Linked DNA regions of Rattus norvegicus: region 1 is linked to region 2. The links are chromatin contacts, called in public Hi-C maps. All regions are on one chromosome and are shown on one strand. The core of a region is the stretch at or near the end of the contact, and the rest is flanking DNA. Distances in the headings are between cores, read along the strand shown.

What was found. A called contact is a pair of places that touch in the nucleus more often than the background predicts.
Region 1: a contact with region 2 is called in a Hi-C map of liver, with 2.8 times the contacts expected there. The contact joins the enhancer-like site here to the promoter of Zbp1 in region 2. A contact is called at or near these places in 2 of 12 Hi-C or Micro-C datasets (liver and mammary epithelial cells).

What each region holds. Positions count from the first base shown.
Region 1 is chr3:182,616,219-182,620,779 of GRCr8, reverse strand. No RefSeq gene overlaps it. Among named protein-coding and RNA genes, the nearest start is that of Cimip1, 120 kb to the left of the region's middle. Within about 2 kb of position 3,264, at least 14 of the 93 cell types and tissues checked have an H3K27ac peak or open chromatin away from gene starts, as enhancers often do. A contact at or near this core is called in liver, where this site is marked.
Region 2 is chr3:182,419,957-182,424,259 of GRCr8, reverse strand. Zbp1 (Z-DNA binding protein 1) reads left to right here and starts at 2,243. Exons shown (of 8, transcript NM_133564.1): 1 at 2,243-2,276; 2 at 3,894-4,133. The coding sequence starts at 2,243.

The DNA.
Region 1 (4,561 bases), core at 2,015-4,514, 200 kb before region 2:
CTCTGCTCGAGCCTTGCCCTGCTCTGCAGACGAGCCAGCATGGGCCCTCTGTCAGAATGCATCCTTTGAGAACTAGTGAGGAGGACTGAGTGGGGAGATGGAGCTCACCTGCTGCTTTTGGGACTTCCCTCTCCTGGCTTGCTTAAATTAGGTGGTGTTTGTTTGCATTTCAGACCAGGATGTCATCCACTCAGTTTCAGTTTAAGCTCACCAGTTCTGGTTCCTTTTAGCTCCTGTGAGCGCTCTGCTCTGCTCTTCCTCTGTTGAGGGGTTCTCCTCCCCCCAGAGGACAGCTACCTGTCACAGCTGCTGGATGGAATTCAGACGGCCTAGGTAGACTGGAACTCTCAAGTGGGGAATGAGTGACTTTAGTCCAGGATAGCTCACGGATAGTGCAGGATGGCTCATGGACACTTGGGCTGTTAGTAGCACCAAAATACTCACTGACCATTCCCTGAAGTTCAGTTTTAGGCACTGTATGTTTTTATTTGCCATTCGGCTTCTGTGCCACATGGCTTGGAGGGGGTGGGTAGCTGGGCTTCAAGCATCCCTGCCTGACCACATGAGGATTGGGCAGAGTTGGTTACGATGATCCTGATGCAGTTGCTTGCAGCTCCAAGTCCGTTTCTGCTGCTCCCAGGTCTGCTGCCCCCCCAAAACCCTTCTGTTGTTGTATGCTGTGGGAGACAGAGGGCCACAGAGGGGCAGAGACCCACCCAGAGTCACGGATCCCTAAAGCTCGTTCCGCTACCCCACAAGATGTATCTCTTACAACTGAGACACACAAGGTCCCCGTGGCCCCTAATCTTCCCCCAGCCTGAGATAGACCACTCCTTCCCCCTACCTAGCTCAGACTTCCGTCCTTCCACCTCAAATCTGGGGTTTGTGTCAGCATCGCCACCCCTGATCAGTTCCTAGGGAGACCCTGTGCCTTCTGTAGTCGTGAGCCTGGAGTTGGCTCGTGAAACAATGATCCAGGTCTCCCCAGCATCTCCAGGGAGCTTTCTGGGCTTCTCACTTTTGGCTGCATCCCCTACCTTAACCACCGTCCCTTGTCATCTCCAGAGGCCAAGAGACTTAATGGTGGTCATATGGTCCCCATGGACAGGATTGTCTGAATCACTTGGTGCCCTCGTGTTTCATGGACAGAGAGTGGCTTGGCCCTGCCCACACCTCCCCTCAGAGCAAGCAGCTTTGCAGGCCCGAGCCCCCCAGTCTGATTTTGCCCTTTCATTCTGTGTGGCTGGCCTTAATGGGAGTCAGAGGGTTTGCCAGCTTCTAGCCGTTTCTGGAGAAGTTCCAAAAGTCACTCCGCAGAACTCAAACATCAGATGTGTGCTCAATCATTGGTTGTGGCTTTGCCCTGGATCTGTAAAGCCTTGTTCCAAATCGAAGATAAGCCAGTCTAGGGCTGGGAGGTGATTGCTGCATCAAGCATGTGGACCAGAGTTCAGATCCCCAGCACCCACGTAAAAAGCCCAGGGCAACAGTGCACATCTGTCATCTTTGTGCTGGGGTGGGGTATGGGGTGGGGCAAGATAGCAGATTCGGTGAGGCTCGGCTTCCCAGTCTAACCTAGTTAGTCTAGTCTCAAAGACCAAGATGAAGGGACAACTCCTGAGGACAGTTCTTGAGGCTGATGTCTGGTCTCTAAATGTGCATGCATGTGCGTACAACCATACCCACACCTGCACACACATAGCCGAGAACCAGAAAGCACACCTATACATGTACTGCACAAACACACACCCTACACACATGCGTACATGCATATCCCACACACAGACATACAAACTATATACACACACATGCATATATATACATATACATACATACATAAAACACACTACATACAGACAGACAGACACACTGCGTACATGCACACCCCATACACAGAGACACACATGGACACACACCCTACACACATGCACAGCCCTGAGCAGATACACAGACACATTCACGAACACTCCCTACACATGTACACCCTACACAGAGAGACACACAGACACCACACGCGCATGCGTGCTGGGTCTGTGGAGGTGGGAGCTTACTGTATATCTTCCGCTCCTACATCTCTGTCTAGCAGGAAATAGCAGGACTAAAACCCTCCCACCTGCCCCCTGACCAGCCACTTTCTCCAGGTGACGTCCCTTCACAACCTCTATCACCGCAAACTGCACCACAGAGAAGCAAGTTCACACATTCTTGAGCCTGTGGAGGGGTCTCAGACTCAAACTATAGTCCTTGGGGACAAAGAACCCGGGTTCACACCTCCAAATAAGGACACATGCACTTTCCAACTTACTAAAGGAGACTGCTCACCTACATCACACCTGCTGCGTCCCACCCAGGTCCCTGGTGCCCACCGTGTTGACTGTCTTTAAGGTTTTTCTTCTTAAGAGAGGGTTTAAGTATACGCCTCCAGTTGAAGCCAGGGTGAAGGCCTGCCTGAACCCACCTGGACATCAGAAAGCCCTGCTTCTCCTCTCCCAACCTCTTCAGCTCAAGGCAAAGGGACACTCGCAGTCTCAACTCTCCACACTCCTCTGTGGTGGCCTCAAAGATTTAGATAGATGTCATGGGCGTTTATGAGAAAGATTTTGCTCTCCTGTAAAAGGCCATGTTCTTGGCCTTCATATCAGGAAAACACTGGTAGCAGGCTTCCAGATCACGGGGCCACCAACAAGAAGTACTATGGAGATGAGAGCATCTGTCCTGCTGGTGTTGGCAACCCAGGCCCAGACAGACAGGCTCCAGGCTCTGTAATCTAAGAGAGCGGTGAGCTTCATGTGTTCAAGGCTCCAGTGCGAAGCTGGGGGTTCTGTTGCTTGTAGCCCCCAGGGCTCTCATGAACAGTAAGTTGCAATCTAGGCAATCCAGGTTCTGAGAAATGGACACCTTTGGCCCTCCGAAACTCGCCATATCAGGGTACACAGGACACAGGATGTGGCACTCATTTGTGTTACGGAGAGAGAGTACACTCACACCAGCAGTGGGTTTAAGACCTTAGCTCCCTGAGAGACAGGAAGTGAAGTCACACTCCGTTTACTCTGTGTCTTGACTCCTGTGGGGCCCAGTTCTTTCTACCTAGTGAGCCAGAGAAGCATATAGTCAGTGCTCCCAAGCCACTGAGACAGCTTCTCAAAGCTCAGGGTCAAACCCAGCAGGTCAGAACATGCCCAACAAGCTGTGGAGTGGTGTCATACAGCTGGCCTGGGTCCACACACTGAGCAGAAAGGCTGTGGAAGACAGCCAGTAGCAGCCTAGACTCTCTCTCTCATTGGTGGCCAGACCTTGTCTTCCCTAGGAGTCAGAGTCTTGCAGGCACTCTGAGCTTTGACCTAGCACTGAAATGTCCAGATCCCACGTGGCTTAGCTTGCAACACGGGACAGCTCAGCAGGCCTTCCAAATATGCTGTGCTGAGTGGCCGGCTACCTTGGTTACCCTGGACAGAGACTTTCAGGTGCGAGATGTTGCATAGGTAACCGGTCCCACGCTGTCCAAAGACTGCACCATGATATGCAAGGTGGGGCAAATAGCCCATGGCATCAGAAGTCAGTGCGCACTGGCAAAAGAATTGGCCCAGCACACACACCAATGAGAACAGCCAAACCTGGCCCAGCACACACACCAAGGACAGTTCCTCTGTTCACTCCAGACCTGGTCTGCAGCCTTGGCTATCTGAGGGACAATAGGAGTAGTAGTAGTAGTAGTAGAAGCAGCAGCAGCAGTAGTAGTAACAACAACAACAACAATAATAATGTATCACTTGCATAATATGTAAAGCCATTAAATGTGTGAATATTTTTATTATTATCATTATTCCGCCTCCCACCCACCTTAGTCTTATTCCTGCCCTGCAGGGCTAGAGAAAACAGGGTTCTCACTCCCCAGATGCAGCAGCAAAGACAAAGATGGGGACAGAATGAGGTCATAGGCTCTGGGCAACCTCCTGCGTTTGGGGACCTCCCCCTTCCTTCCAGTAGCCCTGAGCAGTTAATGACTCTCTCTCAGCTCCTTAACAGGGAGAAAAACCTGTGTGCTTCTCAGCTGAGTGCCCTTCATTAGTCTCATTTGTGCCTAAAGCGCAGCCCGGCCAGCCCATGTTAAGCAAAGAGGCCATTACCATAATGCCTTGTCCCTGTGGCCCCTGTCTCCTCCTAACTAGACAGGCGGGCAGGGGCATAATCACGTGCAGTTCCAGCCTCGGGCACACTGCCATCCCACAGGCTTTTATTCCCACCTCCCAGTGTGTCTGTGTTTTGAAGAAAATGACCCACATTTAGAATTTGGAAAGATTTAAATACTGCTCTGGTTCTGATAGCTCTTGAGCAACCCAGCCATGTGGCCTTGGAGCTTCTGACCCTGGGACAGTTAGCAGGGCCTGAGGACACATTGGCATCAGGTGCAGCAGGGTCAAGTAGGGTCGGCTGGTAGCAGCTCTGTGGCAGTCCCAATCCTATGTCTCAGCAGGAGCCTCTCAGGATCAGTTTGCATTATTTATTTACATATTTATTGTGGTGCTTGTGTGTGTGCGTGTGTGTGTGTGTGTGTGTGTGT
Region 2 (4,303 bases), core at 994-3,493:
TATTCAGCTTATACTTCACAGCCCCATCCCAGAGAGAAGTGACCTTAGAAGCTGAATCAGAGACCTTGTAGAATGCCATTTACCCTCCCATGCTCACCCAGCTTCTTGATATATGGGGCCCAGGACAATGAGCCTAGGAATGGTGCTGCCCACAGTGGTCCGTGTTCTCTCGAATCAGTCAGCAATCACGATATTCTCTCATGGTGTGTTCACAACCGATCCACTCTGGGCAATCCTCAGTTGACAGATGAAGCTACCCACCCCTTCCCTCATCCCCATCCCCATCCCCAACCTTTACTCCTCCTTCCTTTGAGGAGTGCACTCGTGATAGGTAGAATTCCAGCAACCTTTCTAAAACTCAAGGCAAACCCACAAACAGGCTATAAATGGCAGAGCGACAGGATAAAAAGAACCTGGGTGACTGACAGCACCAAGTCTGGGGTACCTGCCAACCATTTGCAAGCAAGAGCAACAACAAAAACAATAACAAAAAGGCACATCTGCACCGTCTAGTCTACGGCCACAGGTGCTGACGGTAGGCCCAATGTTGAAAATTAGCTTGGAATCTTTTCTTTTCTTTTTTCTTTTTTTAAGAAAAAATTTTTTGAAAAACAAATTATGATTTATTTATTGGGGCTGGAGAGATAGTTCAGAGGTTAAGAGCACTGAATCCTCTTCCAGAGGCCCTGAGTTCAATTCCCAGCAACCACATGGTGGCTCACAACCATCTGTAATGGGATCTGATGCCCTCTTCTGGCCTGCAGGGTATATGCAGATAGAGCCCTCACATACCTAAAATCAATCAATAAATAAATCTTTCATAGTCTTAAGATTTATATATTATGTATAGAGTACTCTGCGGGTTGAGGGACATTTTTAGAGGGGTCGCCTAAGACCCTTGGAAAGCACAGATCTTTACATTACGTTACAGTTACATAACAGTAGCCAAATCCCAGTCAGGAAGTGTTGACGAAGGTAATTCCTATGGCTGGGGAATCACCACAGCGTGAGGAACTGTATTAAAAGGTTGCAGAGTTAGGACAGTTGAGAACCGCTGACCTAGGAGGCCCTGACTCCTTCCAGGTCTGCTAATGTAAGGAACAGAAGGGAAGACCTGTAAAGGATGCTCAAGAAAGAAGCGAGGAAAGCGGGCATGTCCTGAAGCCCGGTTAAGTCTGAAGCCACCTTGGCCAGGGATCAAGCAAGACCCCCTGGGCAACAGGCGGTTGGTGAGCAGGCACCACCTAGTGGTCAGTCTCCAAAATGACATCTCTAGGGAACTGGGGCAATGTCCCCCAACAGGCCAGGTTGAGAGCTTGTTTAAAAGCCACCTTATTTATTTTGGGTGCCACAGGCAGTGCAGTTTCTGTTTTCCTTGGCTGGTTCTGCAGGCACTGTTTTTCCTCCCTGGAAGTCATAAAAAGCACTTGGAAATGTTAAAGTTTTCCCAAGCTGTGCGGATCTGGCCTGATGGTGGCCTGCCTGGTGACCTTTTCAGGCTCCGAGAGGTAAAGCTGACTGGGGACCTGCTGCCAGCTGCTTGCTTTGCAGACATCACCTCCTTCTGGTCTCCATTGACTGTTCCTGTCCCGCCCTGTGCACCAGGGACCTGCACACCAGACAGGTCCCCCCACCCTGTAGCTGGGACCCAGATTCAGGGATTATTATGGGCTGAGTGGTGAACACAAGGCCATCTCTGTGAGTCTCCATCCCCCTCTCCCGTAATATGGACAGAGAGGTGTCTGAACTGTTCTCGGGCCGCTGAGAATTTATGAAAGTGAAAGGAGTCTGTCTCTTCTTCTAAAACATATGTGGGTAGACAGTACTAGACCAGGCAGGAGAGGCACCGTGGGTGCCTTTTCCTAGATCACCATCTTCCTCCTCACAGGGCTTTCAGAGTCCTCTTCAGGTCTCACTCTTCCCGTGGGCAGTCCCACCCCAGAGGCCAAGACCCCGCTCTTTTCTGTCACATGGTCTGTCCAACTCCAGCTTCCTCATCCACCCTGATTTTGACAATTCTTTCATTCGAGAATCACACCAAAGTTTCATTTTCTGTTTCTTCAGAAAGCCAGAGGGCGGGGAAGGGGTGCAGCCAGATGGGTATTAGTTTCCGGGGTGGTAACAGCTGGTGTCTGCAGGTCCAAACAAGCATTCTTTCTTGTGGACTCAGAGCCCCAGGCCTGGCCACAGTGCTGGGACCTGCCACCCCCACCCCTAAAAGTGCCCCACGGCTGCTGGGAGCATGGCGGAGGCTTCTGTGGACCTGGGCACGGGAGGTAAGTTAAACTCTTCCTTCACCACCTTTGGGTCCTGGGTGAAGTTTCTACGGCTCCTGGCTGTTTCCTTAGCCCAGACGGCAGCAGGACTCTGAGGTCACCACAGAGAAGTCAGCTTGCTTCAGGGATCCTGTGCCCCAGATCCTTCATGTCCTCTTACCTCATAGATGAGGTCACCAAGGCCTGTGACAGGCCTGGGGCTCTGAACTGTCATCTCGAGAGAGGACTTTGCTTTGATAGGAAGATGTGACTTTGATTTTGTAGTCAAGCTTTTCTCCTGCCCTAGTCAAATCCTTGCTGCAATCATGTAGTCCATCTAGGGGCTTCTGGGCTATGGGAGGCTACGGGGTGCAGGGCTGTGTGAGGCTGCGATGCTGTGGACAGGATTTAATTTACTGCTTGTCTAGGTCCTTCTGGGTTATCCTTTCTTATTTCAGACCTGGAAACATACTAGAAGTTGCTGCTCATAAGCTATCAGGGAGGGGCCAGGCCAGGTGCCAGTTTCTTTCCTGGGCAAAGAAGACCAGGAACTAAAACTCGCCTGACTCCTGTAGTTTCCTAACACTACTAACCTGTCCAGCCTTACCAACTCCAGTCTTCTGCTTCCTAACGTCCCGCTTTCAGACCCTGCAACCAGTCCTTCAAGCCCACCCTTTGGGGAAGGCTTTGCCTCTCTTGTGTGTCTTTAGGGGTCAGTGGGGGAGGGGAGGGGAGGGGAGCCTGCTACACGACACACTCCCCAGCAAAGGTTTCTCAAGGCAAGGCAAAGCCAACCCAGGAATAGAGATGCTAAGTCCTCTAATTCCAGCACTGCAGTGGGGGTGGATCTGGGGCTGAAGCAGGAGGATTGCTGTGAATTTCAAGCTAGCCTGAGCTATATGGTAAGACTTTGTCAGGAGAGGAAAGAAAGAAAGTTAAAGGCAGACACACGGACAAGCAGACGAACCTGCTGAAAGGAGCATGAGGTGGGACTTGGGGGACCCTCGGGGTTAGGCACAGAGGAGGCTGGTTGGCTAGCAGAGGCCCATCGAAGCTCCCGGTGGAGGGATCTGGGGGCAAGCTTTCTGGAGTTGGTGGCCATCTGGAAGATGGCTTCAAGGCCCAGGTAAAAGAACTGAGCTGGGTTTTCCGGGGCTCCTGCTCTATCAGGCATGGGAGGAGAGACCCATTTCTCTTATCTGCTGGACTCCTGACCTGGGAACACCCACACCATAGATGTGGGTGCTGAGCTGGAGAGAAAGGGAGTCCCTGGCCGGGCTGGGAGAGACATCAAGACACCACGGAGGGACTTCAGGGCCAGACTTGGTTTCACACCTCTCCCTCTTGCTCCATCGTCTGAGGGCTGAGGGTTCCTACCTGCTTGACTTCCACATAGTACACAGGGCAGGCTGCATATGACTTTACCACTCCAGACATCTATCTGTGGAGCCAGCGTTCACCTGACTGACACCCTCGCCTCCGACTGGTATCCTCGCTTACTGTCTGCTTGGCCCAGGTCACGGGTGCCTTCTCTGCTCTAGGGTCTCTCCGGAGATCCCTCCTGTGCCCGGAAGCTTGGATGCAGGGTGTCCCCGGGGACTAGGCTTGACTCAGTTCTTCTCTGTGTTCCTCCCCGAGACAACCTGGAGCAGAAGATCCTGCAGGTGTTGAGTGATGCTGGTAGTCCTGTGCAGATCGACCAGCTGTTGAAGAAGTTACAAGTGCCCAAGAAAATCCTCAACCAAGTCCTTTACCGCCTGAAGAAAGAGGGCCGAGTGTCCTCGCCGGCGCCAGCGACGTGGTCCTTAGGTGGAGATGGGGCTTCCGGAGATGGGGCTCCCGAGATCCCTGAGGACTCCGCTGCCCAGCCTAGCCTTGGTAATCTGTCACGTCGGCAGAGCAGAAGCCCCTCCCCCCACCACCACATACACCCCTTAAGAGCCATCTTGTCATAGGCAAGCCCAGATTCAGGCTTGGCTTCAAATCTGAGCTCGGCCATCCCCTCTCTGTCTCTGGATTTCTCCCGGCCAATGGAGCTAATGTTGAGC